2 separate regions of the Mus musculus genome follow, and region 2 is linked to region 1. Evidence: chromatin contacts called from public ChIA-PET data. All regions are on one chromosome and are shown on one strand. Each heading gives the region's core, a stretch centred on a gene start, on an enhancer-like site or on the middle of the called end of the contact. The rest is flanking DNA. Distances are from core to core; before and after follow the strand shown. Region 1 overlaps Rftn1 (raftlin lipid raft linker 1). Region 2 overlaps Plcl2 (phospholipase C-like 2).

The links. ChIA-PET counts read pairs in DNA pulled down with a chosen protein or histone mark.
Region 2: an RNA polymerase II ChIA-PET map of memory CD8 T cells shows a contact between it and region 1, with 17 read pairs. The contact joins two enhancer-like sites. A contact is called at or near these places in 1 of 484 Hi-C or Micro-C datasets (CD8 T cells) and 2 of 115 datasets of contacts at active chromatin or transcription factors (CD8 T cells and memory CD8 T cells).

The regions. Positions count from the first base shown.
Region 1 is chr17:50,091,990-50,097,239 of GRCm38.p6, reverse strand. All of the region lies in intron 3 of Rftn1 (raftlin lipid raft linker 1), which reads left to right. Among named protein-coding and RNA genes, the nearest start is that of Gm52302, 60 kb to the right of the region's middle. Within about 2 kb of position 2,944, at least 59 of the 459 cell types and tissues checked have an H3K27ac peak or open chromatin away from gene starts, as enhancers often do. A contact at or near this core is called in CD8 T cells and memory CD8 T cells, where this site is marked.
Region 2 is chr17:50,522,035-50,527,284 of GRCm38.p6, reverse strand. The region is part of intron 1 of Plcl2 (phospholipase C-like 2); the gene reads right to left. Among named protein-coding and RNA genes, the nearest start is that of Plcl2, 15 kb to the right of the region's middle. Within about 2 kb of position 2,099, at least 49 of the 459 cell types and tissues checked have an H3K27ac peak or open chromatin away from gene starts, as enhancers often do. A contact at or near this core is called in CD8 T cells and memory CD8 T cells, where this site is marked.

The sequences.
Region 1 (5,250 bases), core at 1,695-4,194:
CTTAGGTCCTCTGAAGGAACAGCAAATGCTCACAACCCCGAGCCGTCTCTCGAGCTCAAAGGTTCTTTATTGTTTCTTTCCTTTATTTATTGGGTTCTGCATTATCTTTCTCCCTTGCTGGGGATCAGACCCAGGGACTCACACTTGCTAAACACATTCTCTACCTGACGTATATCCTCAACCCTTATCATATTAAATGATTACCATAAATGTGTAGCATGTATAGTAGTAAGAGAACAATTCTTCAGGATCATGGTCACTTCTGTTCTTTTTTTTCTTCTTCTTTTTCTTTTTTCTTTTGTTTTATACGAAGCCTAGAGTGATTTTCTGCAGGTCACAGTAAAACCCGCTGAAACTGTAATTACATTAACATAGTAATTTGAGGATAATTTTCACCTTCTATTTTCAAGAACACGGGGTTCAATATTATTGTTAGAAGTAACTCGCTAGAGCTTTGGAGTCATTTTGAGATCTCTGTGCTAGGTTGGCACGAGTGACATGTGTGGAAAAGACACACCCAGCCCAGAGGGGGAACAGAGACTACTTTTTATAGTTATTTTCAGAGACTTTAGGAGGAAAATGGAGTCAGTAGTCTGTGCTGTTTGGGTACTGATCAAGTTGTAGGTGTCCTGGCATCAGAAGCAACCTGCTCATCCAGTATGGAGCAGGGAGGCTCTCTGGAAATGGCTGCGTTCAGAGGAACACTTTCAGCTAAGATCTCCAAAAGGTTGGTCTGTGAATTATTTTAACTAAAATAGTCTATTATGGTAAGGTGAAGGCGAAAAGGCAAAATATCTCATGTTCTCTCTCTCTCTTTTTTAGAAAGATATATTCTTATAAAGATTTATTAAAATTTATAATTAATAGCAAGTTTAACGGTGTATGCGTGCAGTAGGGGTAGGTACCTCCATTGGATAGAGTTGTTAGAGCCCCTGGAGCTGGAGTTACAGGTGGATGTGAGCCACCTGATGTGCATGCTGGGAACTGAACTTGGATCCTTTGCAAGAGCGGAATACACTCTAAACCACTTCATGTTTTCTCTTATGTATAGAGTATAGTTAATGTAGATTTAAAATATATATGTATATATGCATACGACATTACAGGGGAAAAGGAATGAGCAGGAAGGAAGAAATAGCTGGGGGAGGGAAGGACTGTGGGGTACGTACGAATAAAGTACAATGATATATATGTGTAAGAATGTCAGATAACTCATAAAATGTGCACATGGCTTTAGAAGTCCTATGATGTGATAGCAGATTGAGAGTAATAGCCCTGTTCTAGTCACCCATCCCCAGACACAGAGAAATGGCTACCTCAGCTCTTAATAAGAGGTTGGGGGGTGTGGGGGGGGCACAGAGTGAGTTTAAGTACCACATCTATTAAGATCTAACTTGAAATGTAAAATTACCGAAAAGCCTTTTTGAAACATACACAGCCTTCCATTATATTTAAGAAGGAGCCTCATTTCAAGTGGACATCTGTGCCTTGAGATGCCAGCTTTAGTCATGCAGACTTCCTGTGGTCACCAAGGATAATGCTTGTTCCACTTGTCTCTCAGCCCCTCGGTGTTCTAACGGCTTGTTTGTATGCTTTAAGGCATATGTGAGACATTAGTGTCTCATACAAGCTTTTCCTTAAAGGAGATGTGGTTAAAATCATGTAGAGACAGTGAACCCAAAGGAAGCCTCAGGGTCAGACTTGTGGTTTCTGAGGAAAAGGTTTGCTGCTCCAAGTGTGGCTGGTGGGACAGAAGTGTCAGCATCTCCAGTCCAGGGTCAGCATCTCCAGTCCAGGGTCAGCATCTCCAGTCCAGGGTCAGCATCTCCAGTCCAGGGGCAGCATCTCCAGTCCGGGGGCAGCATCTCCTGTCCAGGAGCAGCATCTTTAGGGAGTTCCTTCAAAATTTCAGGTTCTCAGACACCCCCCTCCCCTTATGTAGAAACAGCATCTGCATTTTGGTAGACTCCAGATGAATGGTGGGTACATTCAAGTGTAAGGACAGAGCTAAGCATACGTACACATTTGCATCAAAGTTGGTTGTGCTTAGTTTTTGAAAACAACTTTCTGAATGTCTAGCCTACATGTATGTTTGTACACTGCGTGTATGTGCAGGGTCTGTGGAAGCTAGAAGAGGGTGCAGGGTCCCATGGAACTGGGGTTATAGAAGGCTGTGAGCACCCAACCACATGGGTGCTGGGAACTTGGAACCCAGGTTCTATGTGTGAGCAGGAGGTATTCTTACTATCAGAGCCATTTCTCCAGCTCTGGGACTGATGGGACTTTAAAATGCAAGCTCCCCTCTGAGTTGCACTGGACACATTTCTTCAGTGACCTCATTGGTTGCTGCAGATATAGAGTGTTTTGGTCCCCTGTCTCAGGCAGGTGCTGGGGTGTAGGTGGGAGAAACTAGAAAAGCAGAAATAGCAGCAGTCTTGAACATGGAAACTGTAATTATGTGCAAGCTGAGTGACTTTCTGTCACTCAGCTGACTGTGGCCCATAAAAACACCTGGGGACCACTCATGGGTAGCTATCCTTTCTATTCATGCATTGCAGATGTGGGACTTTTCCTGAACCAGCAAATGTTAGGAAGACTTGATTTTACTCAGTTGTTGTGTTCCTGATAAGATGCTATTAATTATGCATTATTAGGAACATTCTTTCTTTTCACTTTCTGTGTGTCTTTCGTGAGAGGCTGCAGGAGTCCGAGAGAGAGAGCAGGCCTCTTCCTATGGCTGTTCCCCATGGTTTCCTCTGGTTTTTTCTGTATCCCAGAGGGTTGAGAGAAAGGATCTTCATTTACCTTTGTGGCCTTTCGAGGCAAACAACAAAGGCCTTGAACTAGTTGTGAGTTGTTAGGTGGTTTGTCTAGCAAAGAGGCAGCCCTGACTGTAAGCTCTGAGACAGGATGTGGCAAGATTTTCTCTAAAGTCGCGGTGTAGTATGTTGATGCTAAGCTGTAACAGACACTCACTTGGCAGCACACAGCTCCTTGAGAGTGTGTGGCGACAGTGTCATCATATCCAGAATGTTCCTATAGATACCCAACCTTTATGACAGAAGTAAGTATCTGCTGGGGGCAGGGGCCAGGGACATCAGAAGGGGCAGTAACTTGGCTGGCACATTTTCCATCCCGCTTCCTCCTGGGCTCCCCTGGTGCTCCTATAGCTGCAGTCATTAAAGATCCATGGCGCTCGCTCTCGTGTTCTCTCTCTCTCTCTCTCTCTCTCTCTCTCTCTCTCTCTCTCTCTCTCTCTCTCTCTCTCCATTCTTTTCCCTCTCAAGCATTTTTAAACCTTCAGCGTAGTGTTAGGGGAACTTTGAACTCCATTGCTCTCATTTCATAATCCTCTTTTTCCTGATTATTCCAGAATTATCTTAGTAACAGCTTGATTTATTATCCTCCCTCAAGCCACCAAAGACAGGGTGAAGAAGTGCCTAAGATGTCTCTCTTACTAACTACTCTCTCCTTGGAAATCTTTCCATTCTTCCTGCATCACACTGTGCCACCAGCTTAATCTGGTGCCATCTTGCACTTCCTATTGGGATGAGGGGAAACTCCATTTGTTCCCTATCCACTGCTTTAGGCGTCAGTGGCAGCCCTCCCCAGGGTCATTCTATCAGTGAGTTAATCTATGCATCTGCTACCCACTACTGGCATAGCTACGTAACAAGTTCGCCTGTGCTCATGGCTCTTTGCCAGACAGATTTGTATTTTATCTTGTTCCAACTGTTTGTTTTCTAGCCAGAACTTTGCCAATCTCTATCCTCTATGGCCCTATGACTAATCTCCAAACAGTCTTAAAGACACTGCTCTTCTGCTCCTTGATTTAAGGAGTAAGTAATTCCTGATCCTAGACAATAGAAATAATCCTCACACTTCTGATCGAATACAGATTGTTTTATTAATTATTTTATTATTAATATTTGTATTCTTTATTAACGTGTGTGTGCACATGTGCATGAGTGTGAGCCTGCCTGTGCCCATTTGTATACGGAGTACAGAGAGACCAGAGGCATTGGATAATCCCTGGGCGCTGGAGTTGGGTGCTGGGAATTGAACCCAAGTTTTCTCCCAGAGCAGCAAATGTTCTGCTGTCTCCTAAGCCATCTCTCCAGCCCTTGCGTTGTCCTTTTCTTAAGGGCGGTATCTGACTTGATGCCACCAACCCCAACTGGCTTACTCTTCACTGCTCACTTAGCCTGCGTCTTATATAACCCAGGCCCACATGACCAGGGATGACGCTGCCCGCAGTGGGCTGGGCATTCATTCCCACATCAGTCATTAATTAAGAAAATGTCCTGGCAGAGCTGCCTACAAGCCAATTTTTCGTTTGTTTGTTTCAATTGAGATTCTCTCCTTTCAGATTTTAGCTTGTGTCAAGTTGACGAAAGATAACCAGCACAGATCTATTACTGGCTCATTTCTTTCTCTACTATTTAAAAAAAATAGCTAATCTGACCTTGCTAATTTAACCTGGTGTTTTGGAGGAAGAGAGAGAAGAAAGGATTGGCTGGAATGGATGGGTGTTAACCTCTCTTCCTGTTTCCCAGGGATAAAGCATTTGTTTTAGACAACTGACATTTACTAAGTAACTTTTTATCTGACTGGGGAAGTGCTCCAGTCTAAGTTGTTTCTTGTTTCTGCTTCTCGTGATTATTTCTAAATAGAGAAAAGATGACTCTGCTGGCAAGCTACACAACCTCTTGTTCTTTTTATGGCTGAAATGTAAGCTTTGCCTGCTGGCTTAGGAAAGAGGGAATAATTTAGATTTATCTTTGAAATGACGTAGGTCGTGACATCTAAGATTATCGACGTGAGATCTGTTACATGTTTATTACTTAAAAGTCGTGAGTATCATAGCTCTCTGCCATGTGTTTATTACTTAAAGGAAGAGCTGATCATTTTTAAAGATTTTTTTTTTCAGTAGCTTTAGATTAGATTTGCCCTCCAAAGGCCCAAATGAGCTCAGCTTACAAGTTATGCTCATTTTGTAAGAAGAATTCAGGGCTTCTGGTATTTTCCCTTGCAATCACTTCAAATATTTATTGCAACACGTAGTAACAGGATTTACTTAGAAATGGATATATTTAGTGGCTTGAAGAGGGCAATTCCCAAACTATGAGGATGCCTTTGGAGTGGCTGAAGTCAGACACCCTCTACTCTCCAGTGCCAAGCACATGAGAGGCCCGTGCAGGGACAGACCAGAGAGCTCCCTTCAGTTTTCCCGAGGTTGCTTCTAGGAGA
Region 2 (5,250 bases), core at 850-3,349, 430 kb before region 1:
TTATTTGTCATTACGTCCAAAAAAATATCATTCTTATTTTTGTTTTACTGGGAAAAAAAGATTCACAAAGAAAATCATTGTGTAGCCCCACACTACAGACAGAGTCCTTTCAATCCGAGAAGCTTTTCTACGTGGCTCTTCACTACCTTGCCAAAAGCAAAAGATGGCCCAGTGGCATCTTAGCTAAGCCCGGGAAACATGGGCTTATCATCAGCACAAACCCCATCATTTCCAGGCCCCCTTTCCAATCTCAAAGACCTCCAGTCTCTACAGAGATAGGAACGCACAACTAAGCAGTCTCCCCGCTTGCTGCTGACGCTCCCTGGAAGACTCCAGCAGAAAGCTGGAACTGCGGCTGTAGTTTTCTCTCAATCAGCCGAGTGCCTGGTTTCTGACCCCTTTGTAAATCAGATGAAAACATTTCAGAAACATGCACACAACTGCCAGATTTTTCACACAGTCCATTTCTTTTTTTTTTTTTTTTTAAGATTTATTTATTTATTTATTATATGTAAGTACACTGTAGCTGTCTTCAGGCACTCCAGAAGAGGGAGTCAGACCTCGTTAAGGATGGTTGTGAGCCACCATGTGGTTGCTGGGATTTGAACTCCAGACCTTCGGAAGAGCAGTCGGGTGCTCTTACCCACTGAGCCATCTCACCAGCCCCCACAATCCATTTCTGCGTGAAATTTTACAACTGGCAGTTCATTTTCTCACATGGGATTTTAAAGTCTAAGTAGTCGATTGGTAGCACCTAAAAGACAAAGACTTGCAGGTAGAACAAGAAGCGAGCCTTTCGAGCGCCATCTCCATGAGCGGCCTTCTACTTTAGTTTAATACAGAGGGTGAGACTGAAGTCCGCCCTGCGACTTCTAGGTTTTGTTTTAGTGATATCAGAGACATGTGGTGCCAAGAAGGGAATGAGGACCACTCTACCACCTTTGGGATAGTGTGCGCACAGCAGAATGAAAGTCCTTTGTCTCTTCTGGCTACATCTACCTGCATCACTCCCTGTGCCCACACACCCTATTTGTCTCTATATGGTTAAGGACAGCCATTCCGATGCCATGTGTGTCATTAGGGAGAGAACCCAGTACATATTTGAACAGGAGGCTATGGAAACCAAGTAATTTTAAAAGACAGTCTGTTGTTTTTCCTGGAGTCCGTGGCTTCTGCTTGCAATGAGGCTGCCAACTGCAAAGCACTTCTGACTCAAGCCTGCAGATGCATGTGGCTTTCTGCTTACAGGCTGTGTGTCCAGAGCAGCAGCTGGATAAAAGCACTCCCAGCTTTTGAACAGCAACCAGTGTGGGAACAGCAAAGACTGAACTGAAAGACCTCATTCACAGGGCCAATAAGCCACCAAATAGGCCAGCCCACCAGTAAGCTCTCCCCCTACAAAGTCTGCCTCTTTGAAAGGTCTCCTACACATCTTTCCTCGGTTACACAAACTCCCTTACACCTGGTTCTCTAGAAAACCAGTAGACCTCGGTGGAAACAAATTCTATATGATTTTATTATTAATGTGGGGGTGCGAGTGGGGGTGGTGATTTTGTTTTTGTCTTTACCCAAATCTGAAAAGGCTAAAAAGTGAAAAAGCATGTCCCTGGCTCTGCCAATTTAACAACAGTGCCAGAGATCATGCACTCAGTTTTTCAGGATTACTAGACAGCACAATTGACAAAAATGAATAGGGACATGGAAAGCTAGAGGTAACTCAGGACATGGGGGTGTTTTTTGTTTGTTTGTTTGATAATCAGCAAAGTCAGATTATCTGCCTACATCTGACGGTCTATTCCCTGGGACCAACACTTTCTTACCAGCACAGTCTAAGGCATCCATGAACACTGCACTTTCCAAAAGACCACAAAAAGTAACTATTGGGCAGTCCTCATTCACACGTAAATGATGAAAACCAACAGAGGCTCACAACTGAAGAATGCTAACTGGCTTATTACAAAAGCGTGGGCTGAAGGGACCCGCCTTGCCAGAAGTTCTTGGAGAACATCAAAAGAAACCTCAGAACCTTGAGTATACAGCACCGCTCTACAGGATCTCCTGCAAATCTTTTCTTCTGCACACAGCCACAAACCCAATTTGACCATTTCCCAGAAATAAAGCTTCACAGGACGCCTCCCACTGGGTGTGGCTTCTCCTCCCACTTGGTTGCACGACACCCAACCTCTCTCAACCATCAGTCTATATCCTCTCACCCCATATGGGTGCACCGTGGTAGACACACCAGAACTCCTACAGATTCCACACTTCCACTGGCAAATGCTCTGCTGTGAAGCCAGCTCAGGGGCCTCATCTATTACATCCTCAGCAATGAAAGTAAAATAAAGAGCAGAAGTTCAATGTATCCCTGCTTTCTGTGTGAGCTACTTTTATGTCAACTTGACACACACCTATAGTCATAGTGGATGGGGGAACCTAAGTTAAGAAAATTCCCAACCAGATTAGCCCGTGGGCAAGCATGTGGTGCATTTTCTTGACAGTGGATGTAGGTGGGCCCAGCTCATTGTAAGCAGTGCTACCCTGGGCTGGTGGTTCTGAGTTCTATAAGAAAGCAGGCTGAGCAAACCATAGGAACAAGCCAGAAGCAGCCCTCCTCCATCCGTCCCTGCCTCCAGGTTCCTGCCCTGACTTCCCTGGATGCTAGATTATAAGCTATAAAATAAAATAAACCCTTTCCTCCACAAGAATGCTTACGGTCAGCAGGGTAGTGGTGGCTCACGCCTTTAATCCCAGCACTTAGGAGGCAGAAGCAGGTGGATTTCTGAGTTCGAGGCCAGCCGGGTCTACAGAGTGAGTTCCAGGACAGCCAGGGCTACACAGAGAAACCCTGTCTCGAAAACAAACAAAACAACACAAAACAAAAGATGCTTATGGCCATTACCTTTTATCACAGCTATAGAAACCCTAATAGACTTGCTCAAGGGTCTAGGTGCATGTCAGGATAGATCGGTGCCCAGAAAGTGAAAGTCACCAATGCCAACTTCCAGATCTCACCTAAAGGCAATGGATCCTACCTGATATCTGATTGTTCTGTACCAACATTTGCATAAAAATAAATAATATTTTCACACAAATAGTTTCAAAGTAATGGAAAAGTATGGATTATGGATCACAGGATGAGATGGTTAGACTTTAAAATGTAAAGGTTTTCAAGTTTAAAATCTAAAAGAAAATAAATCCATGTAAATTCTCCTTTTCCAAAATGCTCGTATTTGCCTACTCCTAACTTCTAACACCGTGTCTAAGACGCAAATGTTTGAGGCAGATTCCAATTAAGTTTTGCTTTGTGCTTTTAAGCGAACCAACCCACAGAAAATGAGCCAAGCTCCTCGAAGATGAACAGACGTTGCTGGTAGAGGCATATCGGTGCTAGATACGTACATGATTCCCTTCCATGACATTCCAGAGTGAAAATTCTAAAGTTATACCTAAGTCTTGCTACAAGGAATCTTTCATTTTATTTTAATAGCATTATATTAGTAGATCCCATTGCCATAACAATACACCTGGGATATAGTTAATATAAATATGCTTATTGTTCTGAAGTTGGGGCTTCTGGTGGGTGTAGTGGATGGTAATGGATAGGAGTACTTAACGGAACACACTGTTAGCTTCATGTCTGGGAAGCAGATAAAGGTGAGGATTCAGTCCCATCATCCCCATTTAGGAGGCACACTCTCAGTGGTTTAAAGAATTTTGACCAGGCTCCACCTCCTAAACACTCCATCACTTCCCAACACTGCCATCCTGGGACCAAGACCTCAGTGCCCTTGGGGAATACACATTCATACTATTAAAATCATAATGATCATAAATCTCTTTGAACAATAAGCTATAATTTAAGCTTGTCAACGTCTATAAAAAATAAATAAATCCCCTTTAGTTCAAACTGATTCAATGGACACAAATGAAAATGGGGGCTGAGGAAATGGCTCAGTTGGTAATGTATTTGTCACACGAGCATAACGACCTGGGTTTACATAGCCAGCACTCCCCAAAAGTTGAACTCAGTGGCATGTGTCTGTAACCCGAAAGGAGACAGGTAGATCCCTGGATCTCGCTGACAAGCCAGACTAGCTGAAATGGCACACTGCAGGTTCAACAAGGGACTCTTTCTCGAAAAACCAAAAAGGTGGAATATGACTCTGAAAAGAGAGCCACTGTCAACCTCTGACCTCCACATCCAGCAACACTTTCAAATGCATATACACATACAAACACATGCATCAGACACACATACATTCCCAAGAATGTTTCAGAGAGAAAGGAGGAATGGATGGCGGTGCTGCTTGCCAAACTTAAATTAGTAGACTGCACAAAGGTGACAACAGGGTGAGAAAGGCAGACTGGGTGTGGCTCTGTGCAGTAAGATGTTGGGGTAATGTGCCAACGAGCACTGGGTGGAAGGAGGGGACCTAAGCTGAAGATATCAACTTAAAACTCATCAGTGGATCCATATGTAACTGAAGCTACACGCAAGGAAAGATTGTCAAGTATGAGGCATGGAATAGAAAAGGCCTACTCACTGTGCAGCACAGAGGGCCCTGATGACCTCAACCAACGGAAGACAGTGGGGGGCTACCTCAAAGAGGAGGAGACGGGTCTGTGACCAGATCCTCTTTCAAGATACAGCCACACATTTGTGCAAGAAGTAGTCAGAAGACACTCTAGGTCAGGGCTGAAGAGTACATGGGAAATACTACATATTTTGTTGTTGTTGTTGTTGTTGCTGTTGTTGCTGCTGCTGCTGCTGTTGCTGCTGCTGTCTAAGAACCTGAGCACATATCCAACAAACTACTGGTGTCAGTTGAAGGAGAAAGAAAAACTTTCCATGATAAAAAAAAAAATGAATTTAAGGCATCTATGTATGGCCACTAATCAAGCTCTACAGAAGATATTAAAGAAAATACTTAGGTCTAAAGACAATGTTAAACATACTCAAGAAGGAATAAGAACAAATAAGCAATTATAGAACACTCAACCAAAAGAAGTTTAATAGAGGATCACAAAAAAAAAAACAAAATGACAGAAATTAATATGCAATATTCAATAATTCCTAATATTAATGTTTCTACTTCCTAATAGACACAGAAAAATAATCAAAATTTTTTTGCTGATTCAAAGAACTCATGACCATGATAGACAGCACCCTTATAGTAAAAGTATGAGAAAGGGTATTCTAAGCAGATGGAACAAAGAAACAAGCAGGTGTGGCTATTCAAATATCTGACC